Regions from separate parts of the Oryctolagus cuniculus genome. Here region 2 is linked to region 1. A link is a contact called in public Micro-C data. All regions are on one chromosome and are shown on one strand. Each heading gives the region's core, a stretch centred on a gene start, on an enhancer-like site or on the middle of the called end of the contact. The rest is flanking DNA. Distances are from core to core; before and after follow the strand shown. Region 1 overlaps ELMO1 (engulfment and cell motility 1). Region 2 holds the start of ELMO1 (engulfment and cell motility 1).

What was found. A called contact is a pair of places that touch in the nucleus more often than the background predicts.
Region 2: a Micro-C map of ear pinna shows a contact between it and region 1, with 2.2 times the contacts expected there. The contact joins the promoter of ELMO1 here to the enhancer-like site in region 1. A contact is called at or near these places in 2 of 6 Hi-C or Micro-C datasets (ear pinna and an unstated tissue).

Annotation. Positions count from the first base shown.
Region 1 is chr16:27,705,145-27,709,098 of mOryCun1.1, reverse strand. It overlaps ELMO1 (engulfment and cell motility 1), which reads left to right. Exons shown (of 22, transcript XM_070059727.1): 2 at 921-1,071. The coding sequence starts at 994. Among named protein-coding and RNA genes, the nearest start is that of ELMO1, 100 kb to the left of the region's middle. Within about 2 kb of position 1,303, at least 2 of the 8 cell types and tissues checked have an H3K27ac peak or open chromatin away from gene starts, as enhancers often do.
Region 2 is chr16:27,808,152-27,812,603 of mOryCun1.1, reverse strand. It overlaps ELMO1 (engulfment and cell motility 1), which reads left to right and starts at 3,113. Exons shown (of 22, transcript XM_070059727.1): 1 at 3,113-3,480.

The sequences.
Region 1 (3,954 bases), core at 54-2,553:
ATTTTGTATTTGTCTTCCATATGTAAATCAGTGTCGGAGGGCTACCTAAGAAGTGAATAATTTTGTATAGCTGGAGGGTTAGGAAGTGGAAGGGTATTGGGCGACATGGGCAGAGAGAGACTTGCCACTCTGTCTTCATACACCCCAAGACGCACACACACAGGTTTGAATCATGGGACTGCTTTGCCTGTTCAAAAATACAAATTGAAAGAAGAATTGGGGTAACCTGGGAAGATGCAGTAGAGAATAATTGTTACTTCCTTTGTGTAAGCTGCAGGGTTCATTCAAATGAGAACTCAAGGCCTCTTCCGATTGCCATCCTTTCTGCATGTGTGCCCTTTCTTGTCTTCCTGGAAGGCGCATTGTGTGGATTGACCTTGGGGAGGGAGTGCACGTGTGTGAACTCTTGGGGTATTTCTTGTTCCTCATGATATCCTGGTTGCTATAGTGCAGAAACCTATTTGTGACACACAGAAAATGCTTTAAATAAAAGCTGCTTCCTGACCATGACTTCCTGGGCAATCTGTGTTTCCGGAGACTGTTCAGCACCAGGCATTTACATGCGTCTCTGGACAGAGTAAGCCCTGCTGGTTCAGACCCTGGGCACCATTCTGAGCACAACCTGGTGCTATGGGGCAGCTTTCTTGGTACCGAGGGCTTGTGCGGGCTGTTGCTCCAGGGCAGCATTTTCTGGTGGCTTGGACTCTAGGGCGTTGGCACCGCCCCACCCCCCCATCTTTCTTCTTTCCCCAGGAGCCTGTGGTGCCATTGGCTGCACCCCTGTGTCTTCAGTACCCGAGCGCCAAAGGGAGCTGTTTCTCATACCTAAACTGCCAGTGAAAACAGGAAGTGATGAAGCAAAATTCGCCCTGCGTTTATACTGAGCGACTTCTCTTTCTCTTTTTCTCATTCCCCATTAGGTTTAGACACGTGCAGCTGTCTACGCAGTAGGATTCCCAGTTCCACTGGCTTTGGACAACTCCGGGGCTTACAATGCCGCCACCTGCGGACATCGTCAAGGTGGCCATAGAATGGCCCGGCGCCTACCCCAAGCTCATGGAAATTGACCAGGTTAGTAACTCGGCCACTATTTGGGCAGTTATTTTCAGTTTCCCTCTGATATTAGAATTTTCATAGTCTTTGGATAGGTCTTTTCTTTCCCTTTCTCTCTCTGGCTGTGATGAAAAATCTGTGCAATAATAGTTGCAGTGTGGTTTGATTTCTGTACCACATACAGTGGCGATGGATGGGAGACTTGTACTCTTCCAACATCTACTTGGATTGTGTCAATACAGGGTTTGTGTCTGAAGCTGTGGGGGAGGCAGGAGGGGCAGTTGGACTGAGCTCTGGGCAGTTGACACAGTGGACGCTGTCCCGGCCCTGCCTCTCAGTGACTCATGAATATGTGCAGATGCTTCTCACATAGGCAACACAAAACTTTAGTTTTCAGAATCATTTTCTGCCTGGCTTTTTGCAGAAACAACCAAACACATTGGTGCTTTGTTACATTAGCAGCTTGATCATGAAATTCACATAGAAAGGCTCAATCTTGGACCTCAGCCAATTATATTTTATTATGAGGGTAAAATTCACTATGTGTCTAGCATATTTTGTGGCATGTAGTGAATGCTCAGTAAATATTTAGTGAAGAAAAAATCAGGAAGATTTATAAGAATGATCTTGATCTACAAGGGCATGCTTTAGCTCGGGTCTTGATAGTCGTGTGGCATGGTTCTCATTTACTGTTTGATTATAGGTTATCTCAGGGTGGTTATTTTGTCCTCACTTTACCATAGTCATTCTGGAGGAAATGATTGAAGGAAGACAGGATCGAGACTAAATATATACTTACAAGTCTCAAAAAGCATATAATATAGGATTCTAGATAGTTTTCTACATTTTCAAAGTTAGAATACCATGGCAACTTCAATCTTTGTTTATGTTCCAGACACTATTTTATGATTATAATTTAGCAATTTTTTCCTGGTCTTATTATCTGCTTGAAGACCATTGCAAGTGTTTTGTTGCATTGTGTGAGTCTTTAAAAAACATTGGAATGAAATATAGAGGTCCAATCAGAATCAGTTGAGCTTGAATTTGAATGTAAGGAAGAACACATTTTGGGAATTGTTGTCAGATCAGCACATCACTGTCATGTCAGTTGATCTCCAAGGTGTTTTTTTCGGCGTGTGTGTGATCTTTAGAAGCAACCCATGCAAGTGCAGACACATAGACATGCTCACTAGTTTCCCATGCGTGTGTCAGGCAGGAACAGGCCTGTTCTTTTTCATGTGTGGTTTGAAAAAGCCAATTAATTGAATTTTACCTTAAAAAATGTTTGGAGATACTTGATGCAGACTAAATGTAGTTAAGATTAGGCTTGGCTGCAGCCTAAGAGGAGAATGGCTTCCAAGAGGTGAATGAGGGTTCCTTACAGATGGACAGGAGTTCTGAACTCTGCATGAGGCTCCATGGGGGCATGGACCCAAGTCCCTCTCATTATGTGGCTGAGGACGAGGTATGTGGGCATAACCTGGGAGTGCCTTAGAAATGCAGTCTCAGGTGTTTCTCCAGACACCCTGACCCAGAATCTGCTAGAATTGTATTTGAACGTGCAACGAAGAATTGAAGCAATGATGATAACTTGAGTTTTCTCCTAATCATCTACTTTGTTCAATAAGGAACACATAAACCAGCTCCCATCCCCCCATTGCCTATTAGTTTCATTTGAAAAGCTCTTTGCTTCATTTTAATCTGGATAGCTACTATTTCCCTAAAAGGTATTTTCAGAAGTTGGGTTAGGCATTGCTGCTGTGTGTTCTCTTGAAATCCTGAGTATCCCTCCGTTGACCTCCTTGCATTGTCACTGTCTGCTAATTTGAGCCAGTGGTGCTCGGTCTTGAGAGTGTACAAGAGTCACCCAGAGAGCTCGTGCAGAGTGCACATTCATGGTCCCGGACTCAAAGAATCTGTCTTTCTTGTGTTTACTTATTTACCTTCTTAAATTGAGAGAGAGAGAGAGAGAGAGAGAGAGAGAATAAGAAAGGTCTTCTATATGCTGGTTGACTCCCACAAATGCCCACAATAGCCAGGGCTGGGCCAGGTCAAAGCTAGGAGCCAGAAACCTAGACTGGGTCTCCACCTTGGGTGGCAGGGACCCAGCTACCCGAAGCATCATCTGCTGCCTTCTAGGGTGCATGTTAGCAGGAAGCTGGATCGGAAGCAGAGGCAGGAGTTGAACCAGTCACTCCGATACAAGGATGTGGGCATCCTAAGCTAAGACTTAACCACTGCACCGAATGTCTATCCCTCTCCTTTGTCTTTGAGTGCTTCTTGCCCAGTGACTAGTGAACAGTGTTTACTACATAAATGGATACTTTTTTTTTTAATTAAAAAAAATTAGAAGGGGACGTTCCTAAGTGGTGATTTTTTTTTTAAACTACAACTGATATGCTGGAGAAGAGCTACAAGCAAAGATTAAGGTTTATTTTGGCTTCCTCTCCAAGATCAGGTGGCCCCTTTGTTCTAGCATCTGATGAGGGTGGTGGTTAGTAGAGTAGAAGTCATGGGAAGGGAGGCTCACTTGATGAACCAGACGTGGGAAAGCTGGGCTCAACTCAGCTATGACAGCCCCCTTTCTTGCAAGAAGCATTTTCTTAGGGCACGCTCCAGTGACCTAAAGACCTAACGAGGCCCACCTCCCAGACACCATAATCAGATCTAATTTCTATCCTTATCCTTAACCATTATCCATGAACATTAATAAATTATCCATTAGTATAAGACTTTGTGGACGAAGCTCCCCTACATGGGACTTTGGAGGGCACCCAAACTGTAACCCAGCCATAATAGGGGACATCTGCCCATGATGGACTTGTTTATCTTTGTTAAATTTTGAAGATGTAATTCTTTCTACAAAGCAGGAAAAATCCCTAGGACTTTTTACAAATAGAT
Region 2 (4,452 bases), core at 1,864-4,363, 100 kb before region 1:
TACATTTTACTCCCAAGTTATTCTTTGTCCCCTCAGCTGGAATGCAGATGACAGGAGAGGACACCCAGGTTCCGCTGAGCTCCTTCATAATCTCCCTTCTACCCACTTAAGCTTGTATATAAGGCATTCGCTGTACACTAAATTAATGGACGTTCAAGCGAAGGAACGCCGGTTCACTGCAGACCTCCGTGTCTCCCTGCTTGTCCAGGGCTGACCCTGCTGGCTCTGGAGTGCAGGTGTCTGTCTGCTGCCCAGCCCTCATTATCTCTGGTGTAGTGGCTTCCTGGGGCTGAGGCCACTTTCTCTGCCCCCACAGCTGTTTGAAGCCTGGAGGCAGACCAGCATGAGCCTGATTCTAACACAGGGAAAGAGAATATATAGGTTCAACTACAGGATGGGAAACTTGATGTTGACTTGTGACAGAATAATCAAACAAATTATTTTAAAATAAGTCATTAAATGCACAGGACTCACTTGGAACCTATTGTCTCCCTTATTTTTTTATAATTGGTTTAAAATGAATAGTTGTGGACACCTGTGGAGAAAAGTATTGATCAATTAAAGTCATCACTGATGGAAAAGGCAAAGCCGGGAAGGTATTTGACTTAGCAGTTAAGAACCTAGTTGAGGGGCTGGCGCCATGGTGCAGTAGGTTAATCCTTTTACCTGCAGTGCCAGCATCCCATATGGGCGCTGCTCCTCTTCCAATCCAGCTCTCTGCTGTGGCCTGGGAAAGCAGGGGAAGATGGCCCAAGGACTTGGGCCCCTGCACCCACGTGGAAGACCCAGAGGAAGCTCCTGGCTCTGACTTCGGATTGGTGCAGTGCGCCGGCCGTAGTGGCCATTTGGGGAGGTGAACCAATGGAAGGAAGACCTTTCTCTCTGTTTCTCTCTCTCACTGTCTGTAACTCTACTTTTTAAATAAATAAAATCTTAAAAAAAAAAAAAAGACCCTAGTTGGGACACCTGTATCCATATTGGAGGACCTGGATTTGGGTCATGGTTCCTCTTCTGGCTCCAGTTTCCTGCTACTGAGGCCTTGGAAGGCAGCAGGGAAGCATCAATAATTGGGTTCTTGCCTCCCACGTGGGAGACACCTCAGGCTGTTTTCACTGTGTTTGTTAATGGTTAATTAGTTATCCATTATTAAAAGATTTATTTATTTGAGAGGCAGTTACAGACAGAGAAAGGGAGAAACAGAGAAAGGTCTTCCATCAAATGGTTTCCTCCTCTGATGGCCATGGTGGTCAGAGCTGGGCCGATCCAAAGTCAGAAGCCAGGAGCTTCCTCTGGGTCTCGCATGCCGGTGGCAGGAGCCCAAGCACTTGGGCCATCTTCCACTGCTTTCCCAGGCCATTAGCAGGGAGATGGATTGGAAGTGGAGCAGCCAGGACTTAAAAGCACGCCCCTATGGGATGCCTGCACTGCAGGCAGAGGCTTAACCTATACACCGCAGCACTGGCCCCAACCATTTTGTTTTTTACAGGGTAGAGACATGTGTCTTTCAAGAAGAAGATGGCTAAGGTGAGAGAGATTTGAAACCATATCACAAGTAACTGATAATGTTTAATCCTCCAAAGAGATTGTTTAGATTGAATCTGAAGGCTGTATTTCAAAGATCTGAAAAATCATTTCACAGAGGATGGACAAAACTTACTCCCTGTTGCCTGCAGAGGGCAGAATTGGGACCAAAGGTTGCAAGGGACTTCTGTGCCAAGAAGGGACACTTAGAACAGCTCACATTCACTGAGCTCTCACAATGCCTGCCCTAAAGGTAACAATTGTGTATGTCTTATCTAGGGAGTTGTAGATCAAATTCATACTTATCACTCTGAGTGTCTCATGGCATCATTAGTAAAACCTTCATTTACTGACTGCTTACTAAATTACCTCATTTAATAGTTGCCCTGTTGATGGTTTTTATTCTATCATTATGTTTTATAGACAAGGAAATAAAGAAGTTAAGTTACTTCCCTGGGATAACCCTGCTTTAAGTTACTGGCTTAAAATTAGCTAGACCCAGGCATCCTGCTACTAATACTGCCTCCTGGAGTTCTGCATAGAATAAGGGGTTAGATCAGGGCTGTTAGCTGGCAATATAATGTGATCCACTAATGAGAGCCATGTGTATATGCTTATATTTTCTAGAAGCTGCATTTTAAAAAATGGTAATTTCAAATATATATGTGTGTATTTATATATCAGCCCACTACATTAACCCGTGACCCATTACAGTTAAAGGACTGTATTGTCATTTATTGAAATGACGTAATCAATGTAAAGATAAATTAGCACGCTAGTGTACATGCCGTTTTTCATACTAAGTCCTGTGCAGATTTTACAGTTACAGTAGGCGCATGTCTGGGGCTCAGCACCTACTTGTGGCTCCGGGCTGCTAAAAGGCCATCATCCCAATGTGAAAATTGGGGGGAGGGGGAGGGGTGCAGAATGAGCCTCACTGGGAGCATGGCCCTCCACCTTACAGTCCGCTGCCTCCTGCCAACAATTTATGTTCTTTGCCGGTTAGAAGCGACTGCACGGCAGCTGCCTATGCCTTTTCCCGGGGAGCCAATGTAGACATTTCTGAATTTGGGGAGGGCAGGCATTTCTCCAGCCACCTTCCAACAACTGTTTTTCCCCTTCTGCCAGCTGGGCTGGGAGCTAACGCGCGAGATTTCTGCTTTAAAAATGACTCAGGAAGGTTGCATGAATTAAAAATTTTTTCCTAAATGCCAAATTGGGGGGCAGAACGTCTCTTGCTTTATGCAAAAATTATGCCAAGTGAGGGAGTCCCTGGATCACTGGATTAGAAGTAAACCTTGTGACTTGAATTACGGGGTCAGCAAACGCATAGGTGACTAGGGAGGCAGAGGAAACGCTCTGCTGTTATTTTTGCTACGCCGTCCAAGGGTAGAGGCACGGCGTCAAAACAAACACACCAGCCTCTTCAAGTAGCTGTAACAGCCCACCAAAGTTTCCCCTCAAAATCCCCAACCCCTTGCCAAAAATGAACGCATATAAAAAGATGCCACGCGCTCTCGGCCTCCCGGAGGTGGCGCTACGAGGGTGACGGAGTTAATTAGTGCCTGCAAAACGCCTTGTGTGAGCTCATCGGGAAAGTCATGCTCCGCACACATATTATTTATAGCAGATCTGAGGCATGCACGGTGTTTGATATTTCCCTCTCTTTAAGGAGGGGGACTTCAAAAAGTCGTGGGCACCCCCACCCCACGCCCGCCTCCGAGGCCAAGTGCGGTGGGCAGGCCCCGCGCGCGGGCGGGAGGCGAACGCGCCAACCACGCGTGTCCGGGCGCAGGTGCCGGGGGCGGCGGCAACTCCGCAGCGTCCGCTCGGCAGGAGAGTTCGCGGCTGCTCTCGGGATGCCTTGCAGATGCAAAATGTGTCTCTGGCCAGCAGGAGGAAGGAAGAGGAAGTGAGAGCAGCAGCAGCCGGCGGCGCAGCAGCCGGCCGACCCAGAGTGTAAGTGCGTGTTCTCGGCGAGCAGGAGCGGGCGAGGATGGGCACGGGGTAGAGCCCGAGCCACACACCCCGCCGCGGCCCGGAGCTGAGCGACAGACCCCCGGACCGCGCTCCGTAGTCGCGGGTCGCTAGAGCTCTGGTATCTGGAGCCCTCGCCGCCGCCGCCGCTGTCCTGCGACCCCGGGCAGGTTCGTAAAGTTTCCTGGGCTGGCGCCGCGCCCTGACTCGTTGACCTCAGCGCGGCCGGGGAGGGGGCTGGGGCTCGGGCTCCGGGGGAGGCGTCCCGCTCCGGGGGACTCCGGACGCCGCGGAGACACTTTTGTTCCCTCCCTGGGGGCGCCGCGGCTGGCGCGGGGGTGGCCGCGGCGCTTGGCCGGGTGAGGGCTGCGGGCGCGTCGGGGCGCCCTGCAGTTGGCGAAGTCTGGGCAGAGCGGGCGGCGGGGAGAGGTGGTCGGGGATGGAGCGCAGGGCCGGGGCCCGGGAACCCGCGGGGCTGTTTCCACCTGGGTCGGCTGGAGGGGGCGCCGGCGCGCCGCGCGGCTGCCACAGGGGTGTTGGGGACCGCGGAGTGTGAAGCTGGGAGCTTGGAGTCAGGATCCCCGGGGGTCAGAGACCCGGGAAGCTGTGAGAGAGACGCGGCTGGCCGCGCCGACGCCGGGGTTTTCTCGGCACTAGGCGATGGGAGGGAATCCCCCGGCGAGCGCGCTCCTGGGCGGGGGAAGTGATGGGCTACTACCGGGCTGGGGGCCCGCAGGGGCGGCAGGGGGCGGTGTGCGCAGCCGGGAGCGCCTGGGGCTCTCGTTAGCCAGTACCCGCCACCTGGAGACGAGCCGCGGTCCCCGCTGGGACCGGGAAAGGCGGCCTGGCGCGGCCGAGGGGGGTGGTCTTCGATGGCAATCCCGGCTCGGGAGAGGGGACGCACCGGGCGCGCCTTCAGGGAAGGGAGACGGCGGGCGGAGTGCCTGGGGCCTG